Linked DNA regions of Mus musculus: regions 2, 3, 4, 5, 6 and 7 are each linked to region 1. A link is a contact called in public HiChIP or PLAC-seq and promoter capture Hi-C data. All regions are on one chromosome and are shown on one strand. The core of a region is the stretch at or near the end of the contact, and the rest is flanking DNA. Distances in the headings are between cores, read along the strand shown.

Region 1 (3,386 bases), core at 274-2,773:
AAACAAACAAACACTGTCTCTTAAGGACCATGCCCTGTAGGTGGAAGGGAAGCAGCACTGCACTTTGAGCCAGTACAAGGAGGGGACTAAAAGTCACTGAAGCAAAGTTCTCTTTCCTCATCTTTAAGCACTGAGAACTCTCACGTTTTAAGTAAATGTTTCTGGACTGCGTTGGAAGCTGAGTCTGTGAGGTTTATGGGAACAGGCAGGGAAGATGTTCATGCCCCCTTTACAGCTGACCTCTAGGCGCAGTTGTAGATGGCATAAAACACTAAAATCTGTAAAACCTCTATGACAGGAACACAGATCCCCACATGCCCAGTTAGTAGAGAATGAAAGAACAACATTCACAAAGACTGAGCCAATAAACAAGCCAACCGCAGGAATAAGAGGCATTTAAAAGACAGCTTGTGAACCTTGATGTGTCTCTCATAACAGGGTTAGAACCTTTGCATGTATATGCATGTACAACTACAGAAAAAAGCTCGAGGTATTTATCACCATATTAATGTGTTCGAAATAGCTGAAATACGATGTTTAACCTTGGTGTTTATCTGCTCCCTAAAACACAAAACCAGCTGATTTTCTAAACTGCCCAAGCCATTAATTTATCTACAGGCAGAGTACATGCACAAGCGTTGAACAGCTCCAAATGCAAGGCTGACAACTCCCAGGAACCCACCTGGACTTCAAGGACACGCGCAGGAAACCCAGAAACTGGGGAAAATGGGAGGGAGGTGGTGTACCAACCCCTATCTGACAGCCATGACTACCTCTTTTCAAGAGGGGCCTGGTAGCTGTGCTCCCATTTTGGTAAAACCCGAGTCAAGATTCTCCCGTGCACCTCCCAGATCTGCAGGAGCAAGAGAGCAGCGGGCAGGGGGACCGCAGGAGCCTGGCCCTCATGCATGGGGGTGGGGAAGCCCGCCGCCTGCAACCTGGGGCTGCAGCGATCCCTCCCTTCCCTCCCTGGCTGGCGTCCGAGAACAGTCGCGAGCTTAAAGCGGGCCGCTCCGCCAGAGGCTCCAAGGCCCGTCTTCCCAACCCACGGGTCCCCGGTCCCATCTTACAGGGTTTTTTGGCATCCTTGATCTTCATGGCGTCGGCCTAAGGCGCGAGGGGTAGCCTCGGGTGCAGAGCTCAGCGAGGAGAGGTGAATACTCCGGAGCTGGCTGGGCCGCGCGGCGAGGCCCGGCCGGTTCCTCCCCTCAGGCCGGGTGGGGCGGGCCTAGGGCGGGGCGGCGGCGCCTGAGGCCACAGGCGGCCCACGGGGCGGCCCAGCAACCCCGCAAGGGGCGGCCGGGACCGAGCGAGCCGGGGAAGGCCGCGGGCCTCGCCGCTCCGTGGCCCCCCGCAGCCGCTCCGAACAAAAGGCCCCGGTCCCCCGAGCCGCCGCCGCCGCCGCCGCCGCACTGAGAAATAGCCCGCCCAGGCCCAGCGCCCACGTGACTCAGGCCTCCTCGCCTCGCTCTCCGCGGGGCTGCTAGGAGTTGTAGTTCTCCGTAGAGTGAGGCTCCACTCTCCTGCGGCAGATGCTCAGGCGGACTACAAAGCCCAGGATGCCTCTCGACCCCTATTTCTAGCCCCCCTCCGCTTCCGGAGATCGCCTCAGAGTGGTCCCAGCGGGGAAGAGGCGGAGCCTTAGTCACGCCAGCAAGGAGGCCGCCAATGGTAGCAAGCCGTGGGCGGTCCTGGCAATTCCCGGGCTCTGGTCTCGTAGCGGCTGAAAGAAGAGAGGGGTTGTGAACTCTGAGGGCGCTGTGGCTGTCACGCAGTCGCAGATTTTCCTCTTGATGGTTTTTCCCTGTGATGGCTGTGTCAAAATTCAGGGGTCCAGACCACTGAATACGTTTGATGAGATAAGTCATCCGCTAAAGGAACACCTTGAATATTGGGGTTGGAAGGTCACTAAAGATGGTAACATTTGCTACATAATTATTATTTAATGTAATGTAGTCTAGCAGCCTTTTGAGTCACATGCGAGTTTTATTTACTGTGAAGATACGGCAGGAACGAGGCAGTCGAAACACTTGAAAGTTGTAGTATGGTCGTGGTGCAACGCCTTTAATCCCTGAACTCTGTGGAGGCAGAGGCAGGCAGATCTCTGGAAATTCGAGGCCAGCCTGGTCTACAGAGCGAGTTCCAGGACACCCAGAGCTACAGAGAAACCCTGTCTCATAAAACAAAACGTTTGAAAGCACATGCCTTTCAGGTTCCTCACAGGATCTCTCTAGTCTAGCTCCTCATTATAAAGAGGAAAGTGACTTTCAGAGAAAAGAATTAGATGCACCAGTTCTCAGAATAAACCCAGGATACCCTTTTCTCTACGCCTCTTGTGATTTGAGATCATCCATCGGAAAAGGAAGAGATGGTATCAAGGACATGGCCTCTCCTCCACTTTTATGTCTTAGATGGCAAAGAATTCAGTCATTGACAATATGTGGCTTGGTAGGAACCTCCATGTGCTTGCCCCTGGGGAGTTGGCCCTGGAAGATAGCATTCCAAGAAACAATCTAACTGGCGAGCTCTGCTGTCCTGCCTTTGCTGATTGCTATAGTTTGGATTTAGTTGCTCTAAGCCAAAATTCACACTGAGGCTTCATTTCTCAATGAAGTAGTGTGAGAAGGTGGGGCCTTCAGGAAGTGACTGGGTAATGGGGACACCAGTCTTGCGGTTGATCAATGACTTTCTCTAGAGACTGTATTACATCTCATGGGACTAGGTTAGAGCTTATGGGAATGAGTTGGGTCTGGCAGGTCTGGTTTAATTACTGTGTACTGGTGGATATAATGGAAAGTTAGCTTTGGTGTTCTGGCGACTTTCAGATTCACTTGACATTCTTCTTTGGATTTTACCGTGTAATGTTTGTCAGACCACCCCTGCCTCCAAAGGGTAACTAAACACCCTCCTCCCCCATAACATACCAAGTCTCAAGTATTTAGATATAGGCAACACAAGACAGACTGAAACAGTTGATAAAGCAAGGGCAGAGAGAGAGAGAAGCCAGGTGTGTGGTAGTGGCTCATGCCTTTAATCCCAACATAGACAGGCAGATTTCTGAGTTCCAGGCCAGACTGGTCTACAGATCAAGTTCCAGGAAGGCCAGGGCTACACAGAGACACCCTATTGGGGGCTGGAAAGGGGGAGATAAGAAAGGACCAGGGCGATGGTGGCCCATACTTTTAATCCTAGTTCTGGGGAGGCAGGTACAGGCAGATCTCTGTGAGTTCCAGGACAACCAAGATTACACAAAGAAACCCTGTCTTATTTTCTGCCTTTGTTCTTACCCCAAGATTATTTCTTGAAACAAATTTGTGTGGTAACCAGAGCTGATGGGAATACTCCAAATCCAGAAAAGCTATTGCTTACCCTTAGCCCTGGAAATT
Region 2 (3,386 bases), core at 286-2,785, 990 kb after region 1:
GGTCCCTGCCAAGATGATCATGGATGGTACCACGCTCTTGAACTGTAAGCCCTAAATTAAATGCTTTCTTTGTAAGTTGCCTTGGTCATGGTCAGTGTTTTGTCACAACAACAAAAAATGTTACTAAGTAATGAATATTAAATGCATACACACATTCTCCTGGCTTTGATCTTTCCACAAAGCTGTGATATAGCTGCTTACTGTGGCTGCTGCTGCTGTGCTGTGCTGTCTTCCAAATCTTCTAGCTCTTACAAGGGCCACTAGAACACTTGTGACTATTCCCAAGAGATTCCCCAAGATTTGGCCTGTTGCCAAGGGAGAGTGGGGGAGTCATTAGAACCCCTTCTGGGATTTCAGCCAGTCCTTTCTGAGTGTCTCTGGCAGCTGCATGTAACTTTGTCTCAGGCATACATAGTCACATGGTCTGAGAGGTGACAGAGTGTGTGATGGATTAATGAAAGAGGAGACTATACCTATGCAGCTATGGGGAAGTTCTCATCCAATGTGGGGTGAGACATTTTAGTGATGTAGCTGTTTTGGGGTTCACCTATGCTCCTTTAAGTAACCCCTCAGTTGTGTTCCTAGAAGCAAATTCAACGAACTCTTTGATTTCCCAACCTAGACTTGAGAGGAGTCATTGCTAAGGTCTGTCATTAGAGCCCTATCTGTGGTGGGTAGAGGGTTTCATGTGTTCCTAGGGAAAAGTAATCTAACAGATGCACCCAACTTGTGCTGTCAGAAACTGAAAAGCCAATAAATTAAAATGAAAGAAAATTGGTATTTTGTGAAAACTGTCAGTAGTGATTTTGCCTGGTCTTTCCTAATGTGTCTGGGGTAGGGCAGAAAGAGGTTATGGGAAATGGTAATAAAGAAAGAAAATTCAAGGAGACTTAGATCATTGTGATGGTAGCCCTGAGAGATATTTTCCTCTTCAATTGAATCTATTCCAAGAGCAAACTTCAGGTTTGTGGGGAAATGTCTGTCTAATTCACCCTGGCTGTCTCTTGCCCTGCCCACGCTTGCTGGTGGTGAAGGTGCCCAGACCTGCTGGTGTGCCTGAGTAGTGTTAGAGGGAGGCTTCTGGGCTGGCATCGGATTCCCAGTTGGGTTCATGGCACAGAAAGGATGCTAACTAAAGTGACCCCATCTCTAGCGTGTCACTCACTGAGTACAGGTTCTTCTCTAATCCTCAGGAAAAGCAGGTGAAGGGGCAATCTTACCCCATCTTCCTGATGAAGAACCCGAAACACCGAGAAATGAAGATCAGCCCCCAAAGCTCATGCTTAGTCACTAACAGGGTTCAGAAGTCAGGGAAACTCTACCCTCGCGGTCTGGGTTGGCTTTAAGTACCTGTATGCCTTGTAGCCACTTTCCTCCGGAAGAGACAAATGAGGGTGGTCTCCAAATTTTGAAGGCAATCTTCTAGCCCTTGGCTGTGTGTGCCCCTGCTGGAGAAGAAGGGGGAGGAGGGAGTGGGGACCCAGAGGAGGGGAAGGCGGACCTTGAGAGAGAGAGAGTTTAAAAAGAGGAAGGAAGTGGGGCCCTGCAAGGCGCCTAACCACCCCAGCCAGCTTCTTCACTAGAGAACAGGAGGCTCTCAAGGCTCCGGTCTTGCCATGGCCCCCTGGCGCAAAACTGACAAGGAGCGTCACGGAGTGGGTAGGTGTGGGCAAGTGTGGGCACTGGGTCTGCGCTGCGGCAGAGGGCAGGTGGCTGGAGGCAGATGTGATGGGACCTGCAGGATGGGTGAGGGCAGGGCGGGCCATGCTAACTTATGGTCTGGAACGCAGTGCTTTCTCTCTGCTGCAGTCGCCGGGTTGAAGGAGAAAATGAAGGCAGAGAAAGTATATTCTTGCCTTCAGCCTCTCCCAAGTGCTTGCTCACACATCCTTAAGATGAGGTGGCCCCGCAGCTCTGTGTACCAGACTTTGCTTTGCACAGAGCACTCTCCATTAGCCAGTCTTCAAGCCACCATGGCTCTGTCCATCTCGTTTGCTGGTTTGCTCTCGGTCAGGTGACTCTGATCTAACTGCTCTAATATCCCAGGTATCCAGTTTGGGGCCGGGACAAAGCCAATGGGGTCTTTCATTAGAGCTTTTGAGAGAGTGAGTCCTGTCAAATTATCGGAGAAAACAGCCTCATCAGCTTCAGCCATCTAAGCTCCCAGAAGCCTCTGCTTCAAACTGGGGGCGGAAGTGGTGGCTGGGGGAAGGGAGGTGTCAGGTAATGTGACTCTAAGTGGCACCAGTGATGCAATCCTGCCAACTCTAAGTGAGAATTTAAAGGTTGACTGGGGGATTTCCATACTGCCAGATCGCAGATCTCCCCAAGAGAGGATGCTTCAACAGGCCGGGCCTGAGGCAGCTCAGAGGTGGGAGTGATAGATGCAGGGTGTGTGTGTGTATTCATGAGCCACAGTTTGAGAGTGGCTACTTTGGGGGTTCTCAGATCTATCCATCCTCTACAGGCAAGCATTTGGCACTGTGAGGCACTTTGAGATGAAAAGTCCCCAGCAGAGAACTGACAAGTCATATCTGCAAGGGGTCTCAGGTTCTCCATCCATAAAATGGGAAGTTTGAATTTGACTCAATAAAGGCTCCTTTAAAAGTTCAAAACTTCTCCAACTCCGGCCTTTCCACCTGGGGTATCCCCACTAGCAATTTATACAGGAACAGAAGGACTGTGAAAAGGGCAGGGGATGTGGGCGGGGCAACCTTGTGTCTTAGGGCAAATTAGCTGGCCTGGAGAAGCACGCTCAGAAAGGAAGGGCTCTTAAATCTGCTGTGAGGGGAGGCAAGGGTGTGGTGTGGGTTAAGTGGAAGCCTAGACCACACCCTTCCTCCCCCCACTCTATGACAGGTACTAACACTTTCCTATTTCATAGCATTGCATTGTGAAGGCCACTGGAGATGGTGGGCACAGGGCTTGGAGGGAGGCAAAAGGTTAGAGAAGTGTGAGGAGTTGAGACAGCTGGGCCATCTCTGGGTGCCTTAGGCAATCCCTACCAGGTTATTTTCCATTCCTGCTACAGCCTTGCCACAGGACTCCATCAGAGCTCCAGAGAAGGCCTGGGGTGGAAGCAGAGTAGACTCCTCCCAGGCAAGGCAGTGTGCTTAAGAAAGGCACAGCTTCTGCCTTGAGGAGTCTGGAGAAGGTTAGAAGTTTGGGTTGTGAAGTCCAACTTAAGTTCAAATCTAGACTTGTTTCTTCATCTGTAATGAGGTGAAGATGATGATGAGGAGGAGGAGGAGGAAGACGACAAAGATGATGACGGTCTGATGATATGGACCTGGGGTCATAATTGTAAAGCACTTGGTAAGACTCCTGGCCAAAATCAAGGGACAACTACAGAATCAAGATGGATTTAAAAGGATGGCTCTAATGCC
Region 3 (3,386 bases), core at 575-3,074, 950 kb after region 1:
CTAGATTATGTGATCCGTCTGCATCCAGGGCAATTACTGACCACTAAGAACCTGCTGCTGCTGCTGCATTGCGGCTGGTTTTCTAGTGTGCCTTTTCTTCCTTTCTTTTCTCCTACCATCTTCACTGCTGAGTAACGTTTCTTAGTCATTACGTTTGGTTCCCTGCCTTAGATTTTAACTTTTTACTTATAATGACCATGAAGCCCATAAAGAACCTCTTAATATGTAAAACAAGTTATGCTGAACAGAGCTGTGACCGTTTTCACTACAAAGGCAAAACCAAAACAAACTACCCTTCCCTTAGCTTCATTTCTCTTCTTGTTTTTAGTTTTGTTGTCAAATTTTAAATCATTTTATATTTCTTATCCTGTAAGAATTGATTGGAATTGTTCCTTTGTTAGTGTTTTTAAATCTTCCTGCTGAGAGCACAGGGGCTGTGGCTCTCAACTTTGAATATTCAAGGATTTTCTCTGAGTATTTCAGGGGTTAAACCTTCAGATACTTCTTCCACACTCAAAATTTATTTCTATGTATATGAGTGTTTTGTCTGCATGTCTGTCTGTACACCATGTACATGCCTGGTGCCTGCAGAGATCGGAAGATGTCAGATAACCCGGAACCGGAGTTAAGAATAGTTGTGAGCTGCCATATGGTTGCTGGGAACTGAACTCAGGTCCTCTGGAAGAGCAGCTAGTGCCCTTAACCACTGAGCATGTCCCTCCTCCCCAGCTTCGCATGGTTTCATGGTGCACATTTGCATTGTCTCTTATTTTTTGGTTTTGGTTTTGGTTTTTCGAGACAGGGATTCTCTGTGTAGCCCTGGCTGTCCTGGAACTCACTCTGTAGACCAGGCTGTCCTCGAACTCAGAAATCGCCTGCCTCTGCCTCCGGAGTGCTGGGATTAAAGGCGTGCGCCACCACCGCCCGGGGTATCTTCTCTTTCTTTTGAGCATCCTTTAGCTTTTATTAGGGAAGGGTGTCCGGCAGCTTTCCCCTTCAGTATCTGAAGTCCCCTGCAGTGCTGCCATTCTCTCACCTGCCCTGTGCTGCTCTTGAATGTTCTCTTTGACCTTTGAGAATTTGACTCTGTCCAGACTTTTGATCTTCCCATCTTTTTACATTTCTTGGGTTTATAGAGTTTTCTGTTATTCCTTTGGATAAACTTTGCACTTTTTGTCATTCTCTAGTTTTCTTCTGGACACCTTTGGATGGTATCTCCTAAAATGCTGACATTTTCTTTCTTCCTTCTCACTCATTTTCGTTTTCTTCTTTATTTTCAAGCAGCCTATCTTTAAAGCTCACTATTCTTTACTCTGGTTGATCAGTTCTGTGGTTTATGTCATCTACTTCAATTTTCACTGGTTTTTTTCCTTATATTTTTTGTTATCTGGAAGGATAATTGATGGAAATAAAGATTCTTATTCCACCTTTCATCTTGACTTTTTTCTTCCCTCCCTCCCTCCCTCCCTTCCTAACTTTGAGAGGTTCTCAAAGTTATATATGCAGTCTTGGTGAGTGTAGAACTCGTTGTATACTCCATACTTGAATTCGAGAACCTACTGCTGATGCCTGCTAAGTGCTGGAATTAAAGCTGTGCGCCATCATTCCTGACTCAGAGTTCTGTCCATTTTGATGGGGGAAATATCCTACATCTAATTACTCAGGAAATAGCCTGCCTATCCAGTCTTTGCAGCTGATCTATTGCAAACAGTGGGTTGTATGGTATAGAGGTTGAAAGTTAGAAAGTCAGTGTTAAGAAATGTATGAATTCTGTGCTTCTGACCCATCTCCTCCCCAGAAGGCTGGGTTAACTAACATGTTAGGTTTAAGGATTCTTCACCAGGTCCTTTGCCTAACTCGGCAGTCATCTCTGGGAACTCTATTAAGTCTCACCACTAGGGGGAGGTGTTCACAATAGAAAGATTTTTTTTTATAGTTTTTTTTTTTTTTTAAAGGCGTCTTTATCCTTTTTTTTCTCTTTGACTCCAATAGGCTCCCCTGATTAAGAATCACCCATTATGACATTGCCATGTTTCTGCCTTGATGATAATGGACTGAATTTCTGAACATATAACCCACCCCAATTAAATATTATCCTTATGAAAAGAAAAAATTACCCATTATGAATTTCTAAGGTCTGCCAACCTAGCAAAGACTCGAGGTGGTGGGAGTCAGGGTGATTGAGAAGCACAGAGGAAAAGAGAGGTGGGGTCTGGCTGACCTGAGAGCAGCAGCGCGAGCAGGGAGCCTTCCTGTGCAGGACCTCAGGCCGCTGATGTGCTGATGTTGAAAATGAAAGGGCACATTGATGTGTCGGTGGGAGGAAGGCATTAGGGCAAGTCACTGAGTGGCTGTGGGACCCTCATAGGGGATCAGTAGGCCATGAGGATAGGGGCTCTGCAGTAGCTGCTGGGAGGCAGGGTGTGGTTGGGACTGGGGAAACGTGCATCACACAAGTGGCCAGCATCTGAATATATTTTATAGATGAGTCCAGTAGGCATACATTACCAATATTCAGAGTTCCATCCTTCATTTCATCTCTACAAGACAGTACTGAATGAAGCAGGTTTGGTGTTCTTTAATTTAAAGATATCGAAGTGCAGAGAAGTTACTGCCTGAGATCACCTGGCTGCAGTGTGGGACCCGATCCAGAACTCCTGGACTCGGCCACTGCTGCCTTCCCTCCCAGAGGTTTCAGGAAGATGGCCTGCATTCCTGCTGTCACCTGCACATCCTGGTCAGCCTGGGCTTTCTAGATTACAGAATCGACAAGGAAAACATTGCAGATAGTCTTAGAAGACAGAGTTGATGGTGTGTGGGGCCCGAGCTGGAGTTCAGCGAGGGTAAAGCCTGGAGTCCTTTCCTGGACCACAGAAAGAGAACAGTGAAGAGTGCCTGCCAGAGAGACGGGGTGAAAACAGAGGAAGGAAGCAGAAATGAAGATGACCAGGAGAGTGAAGGAGGCTGGAAGGAGAGCCAAGAAAATGGGGACATACCACGTGTGTGGGGTGCTCAACATGCAGTATATACTTACATGAAAATTAAAAGTATATATTTTATCAAAGAGAAAAGTATATCTTCAGAGTACCAAAAAGAGAAATGAGTTTATGTATAACTCACTGAGTTTCCTTGGGTTGTGTCTTTGTTTTATTCAATAAGCATATATTTTAATGACTGTTTTTCAGAGAGAATTGAAGTACCTGTACTCAAAAGGAGGCGCGAGGTGCTGCCATTGAATATAACCACGCCAGAAGAAACAGAAGAAACAGCTGCTGCCAGTGCCACTGAGGATGGAGTTTCTAGACTCCCACCTCACAGGGAGGAGGAATCCTGTCTTAATAGCTTAAAAGATAACACTGTGCAGTGGAAACAGCCAGCCTCTTCAT
Region 4 (3,386 bases), core at 356-2,855, 900 kb after region 1:
TATGTATTGGACTTTTGACCCAGAGAGTCCTTTTAAGGCCTCTACTCTATATTAAGTATTTGTACATAGAAACAAAGGCAAGTAAACAAAGCTTTCCAATGTAATACTGTTTAGGATAAAGATACAAGCAAAGAATGTTAAAGTGTGTTGTGTTGGGGGCTGGGAAGGTGACTCGGTGGGCAAGAACACTAACAGAATGAGCCTGGAACCTGAACTAAAATCCTCAGCACCCATATGAAGTTCTGGCAGATCTGTGAGTGTCTAACCCTTAGCACTCAGGGGTGGTGGAGACAGGTAGATCCCAGAAGCTTACGTGACAGACGGCCTCACTTCCAGTTCAGAGAGAAACCATTTCTTTCTTAAAGAAACAGAGAGCAGCAACAAAGCAAAATAAGACATACATGTGTGCCCTCATACCCAAGTGCTTAAGACACAAACATATACACACACATGTGAGCATATAACACACACACACACACACACACATCCCAAAATAAATAAAAAACAAGAGTGTGGTATGCTTATACTAGGAACAAACTATAGTGTTTGAAACAAAGCCATCAAAACTATATAGTCCACTGCTTACTAACAATTTACACTTGCCAAAATTATCTACCTATCTCGTGAATCAGCTTTGCTAAATGTAAAACAATCGTGAAATGCCATTGTTTATAAAGCATTATTAAAAATTAGACAGAGTGAGTTCCAGGATTACACAGAGAAAGCTTGTCTCAAAAAACAAACAAACAAAAAATATTAGACAAGTTACTCTCCATTAAAGGCCAAAACATTTGACACATGCCAGACATCCAATTCATGTTAGCATGATTGCTATTTAGGAACACCCTGCTGTGTAATATTTAAAAAGGCTAGAGTTCATATGTAACTCTTTATGAAAAAGATCTCTCCAAAACATACTGAGACCAAAAATAAAAAAAAAAATTAAAATTAAAAAAGAAGACTGTCTTGGTGATTGTTCTACTGCTATAAAGAGATACCATAACCATAGCAAGTCTAGTAAGAGAAAGCATTTAATTTGGGTTTGCTTACAGCTTGGGATATTCATTATAATCATGTTTGGGAGCATGGCAATATACAGGCAGAAATGGTACTGGAGAGTCAGCTGGGAGTTCTTTTTTGTTGTTGTTGTTTTGTTTTTTGTTTTGTTTTTCGAGACAGGGTTTCTCTGTATAGCCCTGGCTGTCCTGGAACTCCCTCTGTAGACCAGGCTGGCCTCGAACTCAGAAATCCACCTGCCTCTGCCTCCCAAGTGCTGGGATTAAAGGCGCGCGCCACCACGCCCGGCGCAGCTGGGAGTTCTACATCCAGATCCACATCAGGAAGAGAGAGAGCTAGTGGGCCTGGCTTGGACTTCTGAAACCCCAAAGCCCACTCCCAGTGGCATACTTCCTCCAGTGCTGTACCTACTCCAGCAAGGCCACACCTCCTAATCTCTGTCAAGCAGCATCACTCTCTCTAATGACCAAGTATTCAAATATTAGTCTATGGATGCCATTCCTATTCAAACCACACATTCTACTCTGTGGTGCCCCAATAGCATTGTAGCCATACTACAATACAAAAATGTATTCAGTCCAACTTAAAGCTCTCATAGTCTGTAACAGCCTCAACACTACTTAAAAGTCTAAAGTTCAATGTCTTTTCTGAGACTCAAGGCAATATCTTAATTGTAACCCCGTGTAAAATCAAGATTAAAAAGACAGATGGAGTACTTCCAACATACAATGGCATGGGATACACATTCCAAAGCAGGGCAGTGGGAGAATAGTGAGGAAATGCTGGACAAAAGCCACACTCCAAACTCTGTATCTCCAAGTCTGATGTCAAAGTGCTCTTCAGCCCTCAAGCTCCCTTCAGCTTTGTTAATTGTAACACACTTCTTTCTCTCGGGCTGGTGTCACACCCTGTTAGCAGTTTCCCTTGGCAGGTATCCCATGGCGCTGGCATCTCTAACATCTTGGAGTCTGCAGGGCAATCCAGGCTTCATCTTCACAGCTTCATGCAATGGTCTCTCTGGGTCTCCATGGAGGAACACCCCTGACACACAGGTGGCCTCAGAAGCATTCCTTAGCCACAGAGGGAGATTCCACAATCCCTTTCCTGTATCCTTGACTCTTAAGCCAGAAGCTCATTGCTGCCAAGTTCATTTGCTTGCTGGGGCTGGAACACGGCCCTCTTGTTCAAATACATTTTCACCAGATTTCTGATTTCAGTGGTTTCCTTCACTGCCTAAACTTGGTTATCCTGGAACTCTTTATGTAGACCAAGCTGGCCTTGAACTCAGAAACCTGCCTGCATCTGCTTTGCAACTGCTGGGATTAAAGGTGTGGGCCACCACACCCAACCCTAAACTTTTGTTTAATTCTTTTTTACGAGTTGGAAACTAAACTGGGTCTTGCCTTGAGTTCACCATTCACTTGATTCCCCTAGATCAGGTTTTTCTTTAAACTTTTTATCTCCTTAAACATGGGATTTAGCCTCCTTACACTTCCTTTTCCTCAAACTGAACATTTTGTAAACGCGGTTCTTCACCCTGCTCCTTTCCATTATAGATTTGCATAAACATGGCCACTAATAACCAAGCAACACAGTCTTGAACTCTCTGCCAACACTGTTAATCCAAACTCTTCAATTTAGCCTCAGGCAGAGTTTTTGGACTTGGGAGTGGGGGGGAAGCCACATTCTTTACCAAAATTTCACAAGATCAATCTCTAAGCCATTTATAATATTCTCCTCTGAAACCTCTTGAGAGGGCCATTATGACCTACATTGATCTCTGTACCTCTGTCTTCCATGTTCCTACCATTTCTGATTTCAGTGGTTTCCCTTCACTGCCTAAACTTGGTTGTCCTGGAACTCATTATGTAGACCAGGCTGGCCTTGAACTCAGAAATCTCCTACCAGTGTGGCCCATTAGGTCTCACTTAAAATGTTCAACAGCTATCCTAATTAACATCTCAAAGTCAACACTCTAACAACAAGCTGCTTGGCCAGGCCTGTCACAGCAATAACATGCTCCCCAGTGGTGACTTCTAGTTTAGGGTTCTATTGCTGTGAAGAGACACCATGACCACGGCAACTCCTGTACAAGAAAGCATTCAACTGGGGCTTGTTGAAAGTTTCAGATGTTTAGTCCACTATCATCCTGGCAAGGAGGATGGCAGCATACAGGAAGACATAGTGCTAGAAAGGTAGCTCAGAGTTCTACATCCTAATCCACAGGAAGCAGGAAGAGAGATTGGGCCTGCCTGGCTTGGGCTTTCAAAACCCCAAAGCCCATTCCAAGTGACACACTTACTCCAACAAGGCCACATATCTTAATTCCCGTTAAGTAGCATCACTCTCCAAAGACCAAGAAGTCAAGT
Region 5 (3,386 bases), core at 232-2,731, 870 kb after region 1:
CCTTCATGGTGGTGACCCTCTTAAAATCAGAACCCACACTATAGTCATTCTTCTCTTTAGTGTTTCATTTGAAAGATGGGTTTCCAGGGCAGAAAGAGTGCTCTGTGGTAAAGAACACATTCTGTCCTTTCGCAGGACCAAAGTTTAGTTCCTAGCATTCACCTTGCATCACTCACAACCACTTGTAACTCCAGTTCCGGATGCTGGGATGCCTTCTCCTGGCCTTTGTGGGAACAAGCACACACGTGCATGCACATATACATGTAGGCACAAACACATACACATACTCACACACATATACACACAGAAATAAATAATTTTATTTTATGCTCATGGGCCACTGTAGAAGAGGATGCAACATGATTTATAAGAGTCAGCGGTTAGAGAAGACCAGGATAAAACAATTCCTCCAGACCACTGCACTAAGGAACCCATAGCAACTGTGGCTGCCTACACAAGACCTGTATAAGATCAACATTCTAGCATGGGGGGGGGGGGCTCACAAGCCCCACCCCTAAGAGTCAGTAAATGACTATTGACAGTAAATGGCTTCTAGGGAAGGGAGATTAAGTTATAGATCCCAGTAAGGTGGACCACACTCCAGGACAAGGCTCCATACTCATACTGTATGAGCAGCAGAAATTGAATTTGGTTGATTTTTTTTTTCCACAGAAGAGATGGAGAGGTAAAAGTGGATCCAGAAGGAGTTAAGAGGAGGAACTGGGGATTATATGTTCAAATTACATTGTATAAAATCCTTAAAAATTAATAAAATATTTTATATTTTAAATATTTGCATATTTTAATCATAAATTTTTAAAAATAATAATGGAGGTAAATCGTAATCCTTCATCAAGGTTAATATCAGGAAAATCAAGATTAGATGCATCCAATATGCAGATGACACTCTGTATATAATAAACACTCAGGGCAGGTTAGCTGTCAGAACTGTTAGCAGTTTGCATGGTATCAGTACCATCTCCACCATCCTTAGTGCTGTGGAAGCTCAAGATCCCCAAATAATACCTGACCTACAGCTGGCACACTGGAGTTTTAGGTTAGTGAATATGCCATCTTTTTAACATATGGAATGTACCAATTACCAAAGAGCTAAAACAAAATTGCTTCTAACATCTCTAGCACAAGATGTTTGATGATGTAGTGATACACAGATGAGTAAGACATAAACAGGACTCCCCGCTGCAAAAGGGCTGACAATCTGGCTGAGGGGTCGCCCTAAATAGTAGATGGAAATAAAAGAGGCTGTAAGTGCCAGGGTGTTAGTGATGAGAGAAGATACTGTTTTCTGTGCTGACAGGGAGGGACTGAGGAGGAGGGAGGTTCCTCTGTCCCTCACTCTTTACAGATCATTTTCTGTCTATGAAATACCCTCAACCCCTCTCACTAAGTATCAGGGAAGGCTCTCACATCTGGAATGACTAATGCAAATGTTGCCGTATGAACAGCTCTGAGAATCCCCGGAGACACTGACGGCTTCCATTCTGAAAAGCCTTTCCAAATTCCTAACAATCACAGACGGCATTCTCACATCCCATAAAGCGCTGTAGCAAGCCACGCCGGGAACATTTCACATCCTTAGTAATGGTCTCCATGTCTGATGGGGACATCTGCCTGGAGTGTGCTTGATGTGCATTGCAGCAAGAAGCCTCCTGAAAGTGATGCTTGCTGAACCAGGTTCATGCAAAATGACCTCACCCATGGCTCTGTGGGCCTCTTCTCTCTGCACCTCCCGTGATAGATCTGATCTATGAGGTGATGGAGGACCCTCGTCAGAAAGGGTTTGGGGGAGAAAGCGTGATTCCTGAAGAACGGGCTTTCGATATTTGTCAGCCAGCAAGAGAGGTCCACCTAATCTGTGAGTGGAGTTTTGGGGTTGGGAAGTAGAACTAATATTAGATGGTATCTTTTTTTTCCCTTCAGCTGGCAGGTTTCAGAGAGAGCCAGTAACTAGCTGAGCCATGACTGGCAACGCCCTGATGGGGGTCCACTAAACAGCATCTTCCTTATGCCTCATCCTGAGCATGAGATGAAAATGGAGAAAATGGGTCAGGCCAATAAATGTACTCCTAACAAATCATGGGTAGCAACTCATTGTGCTAAGCTCAAAGGCCTGTGAGACAAACAGAGATTATGGATAATGGAAGCCTGACTTTGATCTATACAATCCAGAATGGCTTGTCAGCCAATGCTAGCACATGATCACTAAATGAAGCTGCTGAATTTACTCCTCAGAGAACTAGTTAGTGTGGGAGAAGAGAACAAATTTTTCAGGGGAAAGGACATTCTTATTGGAAGTGGGCAAGGTCTTGAGTAGAGGCAAAGACATTCTCATATTCTCATATCCACATCTCAAATAAAATTCTGACTGATTACTGGGCACCCAGTACAGTGGTCTCCTCTCACCCCGCCTTTGTCTCTCCTGCCCCTACTGTTCTTCTCCTCTCTTTCGTTTGCACCACCCTTCCATTGTATTATTATTTGATTCCTGTCCTGACTAGTTTTATGTCAACTTGACACAAGATAGAGTCATCTGAGAGGAGGGAACCTCAATTGAGAAAATGCCTTCATAAGATCAGACTGTAGGTAAGCCTGAAGGACATTTTTAAAATTATTGATTGATGAGGAGGGCCCAGCCCATCATGGGTAGTGCCATCCCTGGACAGACGGTTCTGGGTTTTAAAAGAAAGCAGGCTGAGCAAGTCATGGCATATAAACAAGTAAGCAGCACCCACCATGGCCTCTGCATCAGTTCCTGCCTCCAGGTTCCTGCTCTGTTTGAGTTCCTGTCCTGATTTCCTTCAGTGATGAACAGTGCTGAGGAAGCAGGAGCCTAATAAGCCCTTCCCTCTCCAAGGTGCTTTGGTCATGGTGCTTCATCACAGCCATAGCAACCCTGACTAAGACAATCCCTTTGGTTGTATTTTCCACAATTATTTTTGAGTGCTGAGTGTGTGTTGGTGAGAACTATACCAGACAGCTATAGTTTGTACCTTTAAACACTGCAATGAACTAGTCTGCCATCCAAATAACTACTCAAGCAAATCAATGATTATAAGACATAATAAGGAGCTGGAGAGATGGCTCAGTGGTTAAGAGCACTGGCTGCTCTTCCAGAGGACCCAGGTTCAATTCCCAGAAACCACATGGCAGCTCACAACTGTCTGTTACTCCAGTTCCAGGGGATCTGACACACAGACATATATGTAAGCAAAGCACCGATGCACATAAAATAAAAACCAATAAATGAGTAAAACAGCAGCAGCAGAAAGGTCCTGCCTCCTGTCTGCTATGCAGTAGCCTCAATGAGGGAGATATCACCTTCCCTTCCTTTTGTCCTCACCACCTACACCAGGCTGGAGAGTTAG
Region 6 (3,386 bases), core at 313-2,812, 790 kb after region 1:
CCCCTAGGAACTTGGCCTGTTACTTTCTTCTTGTAGGCTGTGACTTTCCAATAGTGGTGACTTCTGGATTACTACCTAATCCCTTCTTTTGGTTGTGTGGAATGAACTATGGGAAGACCATCTTCACACCTGTCCTCGAGAGGACCAGTGGGCATAGTAAGTATGGAAAGATCTGGGGAAAAGAAAGTCAGGAGGGAAAAACAACTGTTGCCAGGTCTACATCTGGTGTTTTCTGGATTTGGAGAGGAAGGTCCAAAAGGTAAGAACAACATTCAAGAAATGGCAGTATTGAAAACCCAGGAGAAAACTCTGCTGCTCTCAAACCGTCACAGCCTTGTGGACAGGCATCACTGCTCCTCTGTGACACAGGGAGACCACACTTGGTATGTTTTGCCCAAAACCCAAAGCTCATTATTATGAAGTTGAGACTCCAGCTGGACTCTTTCCATGACACACCTGAGAGATGGAACAGGCCTCTCACGTTCCTCTTTGTTTGTCTCTATCCGTATCCCAAACCTAAGATAGACTATAATTACATCGAAACTCTTCCAATGTCAACTTCTTCCTCTGACTGATGCCAAAGACAGCAATCAAACTTCTGTCTTCTTCTCTGGGCCATGGTAAGAAAGAGGGAAGGAGTCACAGAGTAGATCTGAAACTGAGATAGCAATGGGAAGTTTCAGTTTTTAATGTGATTTGCTACCAGCACTCAAATAGATGTATGAGTCTATTTGACTCATTTTCTATAAAAATTATAAAAATCACACACAGAGACACACAGACACACACGCACATACATGCGTGAGTGTAAGTGCCTGCTTTATAGGAGAAAGGAGTGGCTCTCTGGGAGTCCTGTTTGTTCATCACAGCTACGAGCCAACCCCAACATATAAGTAAGACTGTGAAACTCTGGGATCATATGTTCTCTTTCTTGAGAGACATCTCCTTCCATCTACGAGACTGACTTTTTTGAAGGCGGATGAATAAAAGAAGCAAGAGATATCCTGAGACTAGAGAGATTAGATACTTTTCCGGGTAACCTCCTATCACTGACTTCTGTGCCAGGTTCCAGTCATCTGGTCTTGTAGCCCCTTGACCTTTATAGAAAAGAGCTACTGTCATTCTCTAGGTCCCAGGACCAGGGAAGGAGGAGGCCCGGACGGCCTGGCCTGGCCATCATTAGAAGGCATGTACTGAGTGAAGTCTCTCTCACTGCCAGGAAACGCTACTTCCTCTGAACCGGAGAATTTCTTGAGAGTGAAACAGCCCAAAGACACAGCCAGTGTTTTTAATACTGATTTAAAGCCATGGAGCTTTTTGTGTATACATAAATGTAACAAGTTGAAAAAATATTATCATGACTTTTGACACCTTAATCCCTCACAAGGAGGAAGCGATCATTGTCTGGAAAATACCTTGGTAAACATGCTTGGGATATGACGTCAGTGGGAGCCAAGACCTCGGAGCAGAAAGAAGAGAAATTGTTCTATACAAGAACAGCAGAGGGCTGGGGTGAATCTGTCTCTCTTCCAGAATGCTCACAGGAGAGGAAAGTGAGGAGGAGGAACAAATGGGGCAGAGTGAGAGAAGCCAGGAATTAAAGGAACGATGGTGGTGGTACCCATCTATGTATGTGTGTAAATGAGAGCTTTACTCAGCTCTGTCTCGTGTCTATCTGCCTGGCTATCTATCATCTCTCCCAATATGTGAGCTGAAATGAAACCCAGGACTTTCCTTTTTACAAGAAGATTTATTTTTATCATCTTCAATTATATGTGCATATGTTGGGGAGGGGGTTGGGGTACACGCAGCTGGATGCAGTGCTGGCGAGGTCATTGATGTCAGACCCCAATGCAGTTGATGACTGTGAGGTAGCAGATGTGGGTGTTTGGAACCAAACTCGGGTCTTCAGCAAGAGCAGTACTTGCTCTTAACTTCTGAGCTATATTTTTAGCCCTAATCCTTTTGGTTAAAAAATAAATAAATCTCATACATATTAACCCTGTGAGCAAATATTATGGTGCCCTTTTAGAATGAGATATGAGGGACTGAGACACAGAAGGGGAGTGACTTGTCCAGCTCTCTAAACTCGCAGACACAGAGCAGACGAAATTGCATCTGTTGAAGTTTGTTGTTGTTGTTTTGTTTGGTTTTTGGTTTTTGTTTTTGCTTCCACTCTTCTTCCACCAACACACAAATTCATCTGTTAAGCCTACAGATACTTTTGGTGGTTAAGTCCATTTCTTATGGAACTCAAAGAAAGGGCTGAGTTCCGTGTTTGGATAAGGTCCAACTTCAGAGGGGTGGGCGGGTGCTGCAGTGGCTTCAGAGCAAAAGAAGCTGCAATCATAATTGCTCCAAATTCTAGGAACTCTCAAATTGCAGAGTCTTGAACTCGGGAATTGGTAGATATTAGGAAATCAAAAGTGGACTTTAGGAGTTCAAGGAGGATCCACATGCCCTTTGGGTGTACATACATAATCATTACATGTCAATCCATATGAAAGAGGAGGCAGATAGAGAGCCAGTGAGGAAGAGGGGAGGAAGAGAGGGAGGGATGGAGGAGGGTACTCTGGCGACTCCTTACATGCTATACTTGAAATAGGGATAACAACTAGACTTGACATAAATGTTTATGCTAGGAGTAAACTCAAAAGAGAGACCAGAAGGAAATACTTATTATAGCCCTAACATTGTATTAAATATGGAAAATAGGTGTTTCCCTAAAATATATATATACTCTATGACTTTTGATATCTCAATGGTTAGTGCCAGTTTGGATAACAACCTAAATCTGAGCTTACTGACTTCAGATATATCTTAATATCTGAAGATACCAGATCTTATACTTCAGATACCACAAGCAAAGTTTTTCTTAATGAAGTAGTTCAATACAAGTATGGTGCTTAACATACAGGAAGAATGTAATAAATATATCTTGTTTCATGGGTAGATAAATGGATGGATAGAAGTTCATAGTAGCCACTGACCAGAGTGGGGACTCCCATCTTTTCTTCTCACTTGCATCCCAACTACCACAGAGTTTTGCAGGGCAGGTGTTCTTGGTACTTTTCCTTGAGGGGACCTGCCAGGTGTAAGTATCTTATGGGCCAGAGACTCTTCATCCAGTTTCCAAGGTCACACTTCTCAGAGGACAAGCCAACCCAAGCCTGACTGAGGGATGTGGACAACTCAGAAGGTCTTCAAAAGATGGGTGAAACCTGGGAAGAAGTCTTACAGGAATCCTCAATTGAATCATCTTGATAAACCTCCAGTCCCATGGCCATAGGCCTGTACAACTTTGTTGTTGGCTGGTTTGACCTTATGTCTTAATTCTTATTCTCTTACACATGTAGCCTCAGAGCCTGCCTATTTCCAGTGCTTTC
Region 7 (3,386 bases), core at 468-2,967, 710 kb after region 1:
ATCCAGTCTAAGCAAGAAAGACAGAAGCATGGGGTGTGCTAGACTGTGAATGTGAAATGTCTCCCTCAGATCTATCTGCCTGGACGTTGATTCTCAATGGCTACTCTTTTGGAAGGCTGTAGAGCCTAAAGATATGAAGCTTTGCTGAAATAAGGAAATCACTGAGGAGTAGTGATTGAGATCTGACAACCAGTCCCCACTTTCTTGCCACCCTCTGTTTCCTGGCTTCAGAGACAACATAACCAGCCAAACCCCATGCTTTTTCCACCCTGAGCATCTGTATTGCCTCATACTGTAAGCCAAAATAATCCCCCTCTCCTTTACATTGTTAAGTACCTCAATCACAATGAGAAAAAACAAGACACACATAGGCAACTGTGGGTCTGACCTTATTTAGAAATAGGGTGAGAATCTGAACTTGAATCCAGTAAGGCCACATGTGGTAGCATACATTGGTAATGCCCATGCTGTGGAGAGATGGAGATATGAGGTCCCTGGAAGCTCTGGGTCAGCTATCCTGCCTGGTGTGTGTGGTGGGGGATGGGTGTGTGTGTGGGGGGGCAAATCAGCCCCAAATAATGTGGAAGGTACTGTCACTGGTGTGTGTACTCTCACGCTCCCATACATGAACAAGCATGTGTCTGTACATGTGGAAACAAAGATTTTTTTTTTAAAGGTGGCTTTATCTGCACTTAGCTAGTTGGGAAACAGAGGCAGAAGGATCATTTGAGCACAGGTTTTGGGCCCAACCTGATGAACATCCTAAGAGTGATTTTAAAAATAGGATCTTTGGGCTGGAGAGATGGCTCAGCAGTTAAGAGCACTGCCTGCTCTTCCACAGGTCCTGAGTTCAATTCCCAGCAACCACATGGTGGCTCACAACCATGTGTAATGAGATCTACTGCCCTCTTCTGGCACACAGGTATACATGCAGATAGAGCTCTCATACATTAAATAAGTGAAAATTTTAAAAAATTAAGATCTTCTTTGATTAAGATGCTTAAGGTGGGCCCTACTACAGAACAGCTGTTGCTCACAGAAACGGGGAAATATGGACATAGAGAGACATGTGCAGAGGAAATATTTTCTGTAAGCCAATGAAGTCCTGAGGACCCCAGAAGTTTCAAGAAAAGCTTGGAACATCTCGGTTTCACAGGCTGCCGAAGTACTCATCCATGCCTACATCTTGATATGGGCTTCTAGACCTCAGAAATGGGGGCCAGTGGGTTTCTGAGCCCAGTCTGTGTCATTTCTTTCTGTGTCCACAGTGATATGATGATGTAACGTATACCAATACAAGCTGTTACCTGAAGAGCTGAGCTCTAAGAAGAGATTTGCAGTCGGCTTCCTTCTAACCCTTCCCAGCGTCTGAGCGAATAACAGATTATCACAACCAAGAGTCTGAAGCATAAGGAAATGCTAAAATGGAATGATGCTCTGCTCTCTCCAGATGGCTTCTTGTCCTTCTGTCTGGGAGCATCCAGTATCCAACTCTACCTTTCCAGGTGCCTTCCTCTGACCGCTGTCCTCCGAGCATCATTAGCTGGGCGTCAGTGCCACCTAGCATCTCATTCTCCCTACCTCGGGTGTTTTATAAACTAGGATGGGGAAGCCCTTGACTGGGGCTGGAGAGATGTTTCGGCAGTTAGGGTGATGTCACTGCAGCTTTAAGCACACATTCAGAACACTTTTCACTTTGCATCAGCACACCTAGCAACACCAACCAAACAACGCCCACACTCAGATTCCAGACTCTTCTATGCTGTGAATTACAGTGTTTCTGCTGTGCATACAATTTTTTTTATGCTCTTACAGAAGCATAATGTTCTAATTATGGGAAACAGGCTTTAAATGTTTTCCTGCCATCATTCTCAGTGTGTAAGTATCAGATTAGTGTATCTTCGGATTGGGTAAAGTTAGAATGTTTGATTTTAAAACCCTTGAGGGTCAGGAAGATGGATCAGTGACTAGAGATTTTGCCACCAAGTCCAACAACCTGAGTTCAATTCCTATGACTCATGTGATCCTGCAACTTGTCCTCTGGCCCCCACATGCATCCCATGGCATGTGCATGCATATGTGAGTGTCCATGCTTGTATGTGTCCAATGTCTATGCACATATACATTTTTAAAAAAATTAAGTTGTAAATTTGAGCTTTATTAAAAAAAATCACTGAATGAATTCTGGCTTAGGATTAGGACAAAATTTCCAACAACTTTGAAATTATGTGAAGAGGAATTTTTAGCATTAATAATTAAAAATAAAAATGTCAATAAACTCTAGAAAGCATCCAAGATTCTCTATGTAGGCTAAGTCCTGACCTGCAATATAAAATATGCATTCAAGGTATAATTCTTTACATAAAAATTAATAAAAAATGTTAATCTAATTCATATGCAAATTAATTTTTTTGTCCTTTATGAACATGTATGAATATGTTTCACACATATGTAAATATCAAAAATTCTTCTAAAATACAATTTTATTATGATTAATCATCAGAACATGTTTGATTTAGATACATTCTACATAGATTTTATATATCTACATACCTGAGGTCTGCTTCATAGAAATATGTTTCAATTATAGAAAATAAATTTTCAGTATTCGTCTACCACGATGTCTCAGCATGTGAGTTCCAAACTAGCATATCTTTGGAATGGACTGTGCTAGAATGTGAAAGGGGTTAGGGTTGGGAAAAGGTTAAGGAACCTTGGTCTACATCACCAGTGGCCAACCCATTTGTAAATTGAAGACCCCTGGAGATACCTCACCCTAGCTATGTTCATTTAGATTTCTCTTTAATTAACATTCTATAAATTGCTGCTCTCCATGGCAAGACTCTACCCTAGGCTGGACTTTGCTTCTTAGCTCTACAAAGATGGAGGATCGGTCTATAAAGAAGTTCTGGTTCTTCCTGGCTGTGACACAATGGTCCGAGGTTTGTTGTTACACAGCCTCTTCACTGCTCCCTTTCTCTTCTGTGCTCCAAAGCTTTTCACTTCGGCTGTGCATTTGAGCAGTGTCTCCAAATAAGAGCGAGATTGACATGGAAATTCCTTGCCATATCCAGAGCAAAAGGACAGCAGACAGGCATGCATTGCTGAATGAAGGGGTCGTATTCTGAGAAATGTATCCTTAGGCTGTTTCATCACTGTGTGAAGATCTCGGTGTTGGAGCTCACAAACACGGAGAGAGCTACCCATGTCACGTGATGCAATCTCCTGGGACCACTGTTGGATATGCAGCCTACTTTTGATGGAAATGTCAAGGCTCACGACTGTCATGGTGATTATGATTGCACTGAGTGAAGGGGTGTGTGTGTGTGTGTGTGTGTGTATGTTTGTGTGTGTGTGCCTTTCCTTTTTTCATCCTGCATAGCAAA

The links. Promoter capture Hi-C pulls out the DNA fragments that hold promoters and counts their contacts. HiChIP or PLAC-seq counts read pairs in DNA pulled down with a chosen protein or histone mark.
Region 2: a contact with region 1 is called in an H3K27ac HiChIP or PLAC-seq map of large pre-B cells, with 4 times the contacts expected there. The contact joins the promoter of Dock2 here to the promoter of Pank3 in region 1. A contact is called at or near these places in 5 of 39 promoter capture datasets (the C10 cell line, cranial neural crest, frontonasal cranial neural crest and 2 more) and 2 of 115 datasets of contacts at active chromatin or transcription factors (bone marrow-derived macrophages and large pre-B cells).
Region 3: an H3K4me3 HiChIP or PLAC-seq map of bone marrow-derived macrophages shows a contact between it and region 1, with 4 times the contacts expected there. The contact joins the enhancer-like site here to the promoter of Pank3 in region 1. A contact is called at or near these places in 8 of 39 promoter capture datasets (the C10 cell line, cranial neural crest, frontonasal cranial neural crest and 5 more), 2 of 484 Hi-C or Micro-C datasets (the G1E-ER4 cell line and large pre-B cells), 14 of 115 datasets of contacts at active chromatin or transcription factors (the 230-238 cell line, the NIH/3T3 cell line, astrocytes and 7 more) and 1 of 9 other capture datasets (adipose tissue).
Region 4: a contact with region 1 is called in a promoter capture Hi-C map of the 3T3-L1 cell line, with 9 times the contacts expected there. The contact joins the enhancer-like site here to the promoter of Pank3 in region 1. A contact is called at or near these places in 9 of 39 promoter capture datasets (the 3T3-L1 cell line, 3T3-L1-derived adipocytes, cranial neural crest and 6 more), 8 of 115 datasets of contacts at active chromatin or transcription factors (embryonic fibroblasts, embryonic forebrain, embryonic hindbrain and 5 more) and 1 of 9 other capture datasets (adipose tissue).
Region 5: a contact with region 1 is called in a promoter capture Hi-C map of cranial neural crest. The contact joins the enhancer-like site here to the promoter of Pank3 in region 1. A contact is called at or near these places in 3 of 39 promoter capture datasets (cranial neural crest, frontonasal cranial neural crest and second pharyngeal arch cranial neural crest) and 8 of 115 datasets of contacts at active chromatin or transcription factors (the NIH/3T3 cell line, embryonic forebrain, embryonic limb bud and 4 more).
Region 6: a contact with region 1 is called in a promoter capture Hi-C map of hippocampal neurons, with 2.2 times the contacts expected there. The contact joins the enhancer-like site here to the promoter of Pank3 in region 1. A contact is called at or near these places in 5 of 39 promoter capture datasets (the 3T3-L1 cell line, hippocampal neurons and liver).
Region 7: a contact with region 1 is called in a promoter capture Hi-C map of hippocampal neurons, with 2.3 times the contacts expected there. The contact joins the enhancer-like site here to the promoter of Pank3 in region 1. A contact is called at or near these places in 6 of 39 promoter capture datasets (the 3T3-L1 cell line, 3T3-L1-derived adipocytes, cranial neural crest and 3 more) and 1 of 115 datasets of contacts at active chromatin or transcription factors (the NIH/3T3 cell line).

Annotation. Positions count from the first base shown.
Region 1 is chr11:35,767,632-35,771,017 of GRCm38.p6, reverse strand. It overlaps Pank3 (pantothenate kinase 3), which reads right to left and starts at 1,523. Exons shown (of 7, transcript NM_145962.2): 1 at 1,071-1,523. The coding sequence starts at 1,098.
Region 2 is chr11:34,782,054-34,785,439 of GRCm38.p6, reverse strand. It overlaps Dock2 (dedicator of cyto-kinesis 2), which reads left to right and starts at 1,535. Exons shown (of 52, transcript NM_033374.3): 1 at 1,535-1,659. The coding sequence starts at 1,617.
Region 3 is chr11:34,813,474-34,816,859 of GRCm38.p6, reverse strand. Spdl1 (spindle apparatus coiled-coil protein 1) reads left to right here. Exons shown (of 12, transcript NM_027411.2): 11 at 3,186-3,386. Among named protein-coding and RNA genes, the nearest start is that of Spdl1, 18 kb to the left of the region's middle. Within about 2 kb of position 1,824, at least 2 of the 459 cell types and tissues checked have an H3K27ac peak or open chromatin away from gene starts, as enhancers often do. A contact at or near this core is called in bone marrow-derived macrophages, where this site is marked.
Region 4 is chr11:34,872,635-34,876,020 of GRCm38.p6, reverse strand. No RefSeq gene overlaps it. Among named protein-coding and RNA genes, the nearest start is that of Gm25799, 25 kb to the left of the region's middle. Within about 2 kb of position 1,605, at least 1 of the 459 cell types and tissues checked has an H3K27ac peak or open chromatin away from gene starts, as enhancers often do.
Region 5 is chr11:34,893,881-34,897,266 of GRCm38.p6, reverse strand. No RefSeq gene overlaps it. Among named protein-coding and RNA genes, the nearest start is that of Gm25799, 3.4 kb to the left of the region's middle. Within about 2 kb of position 1,481, at least 6 of the 459 cell types and tissues checked have an H3K27ac peak or open chromatin away from gene starts, as enhancers often do.
Region 6 is chr11:34,974,002-34,977,387 of GRCm38.p6, reverse strand. No RefSeq gene overlaps it. Among named protein-coding and RNA genes, the nearest start is that of Gm33277, 34 kb to the right of the region's middle. Within about 2 kb of position 1,562, at least 6 of the 459 cell types and tissues checked have an H3K27ac peak or open chromatin away from gene starts, as enhancers often do. A contact at or near this core is called in hippocampal neurons, where this site is marked.
Region 7 is chr11:35,056,327-35,059,712 of GRCm38.p6, reverse strand. No RefSeq gene overlaps it. Among named protein-coding and RNA genes, the nearest start is that of Slit3, 63 kb to the left of the region's middle. Within about 2 kb of position 1,717, at least 4 of the 459 cell types and tissues checked have an H3K27ac peak or open chromatin away from gene starts, as enhancers often do. A contact at or near this core is called in hippocampal neurons, where this site is marked.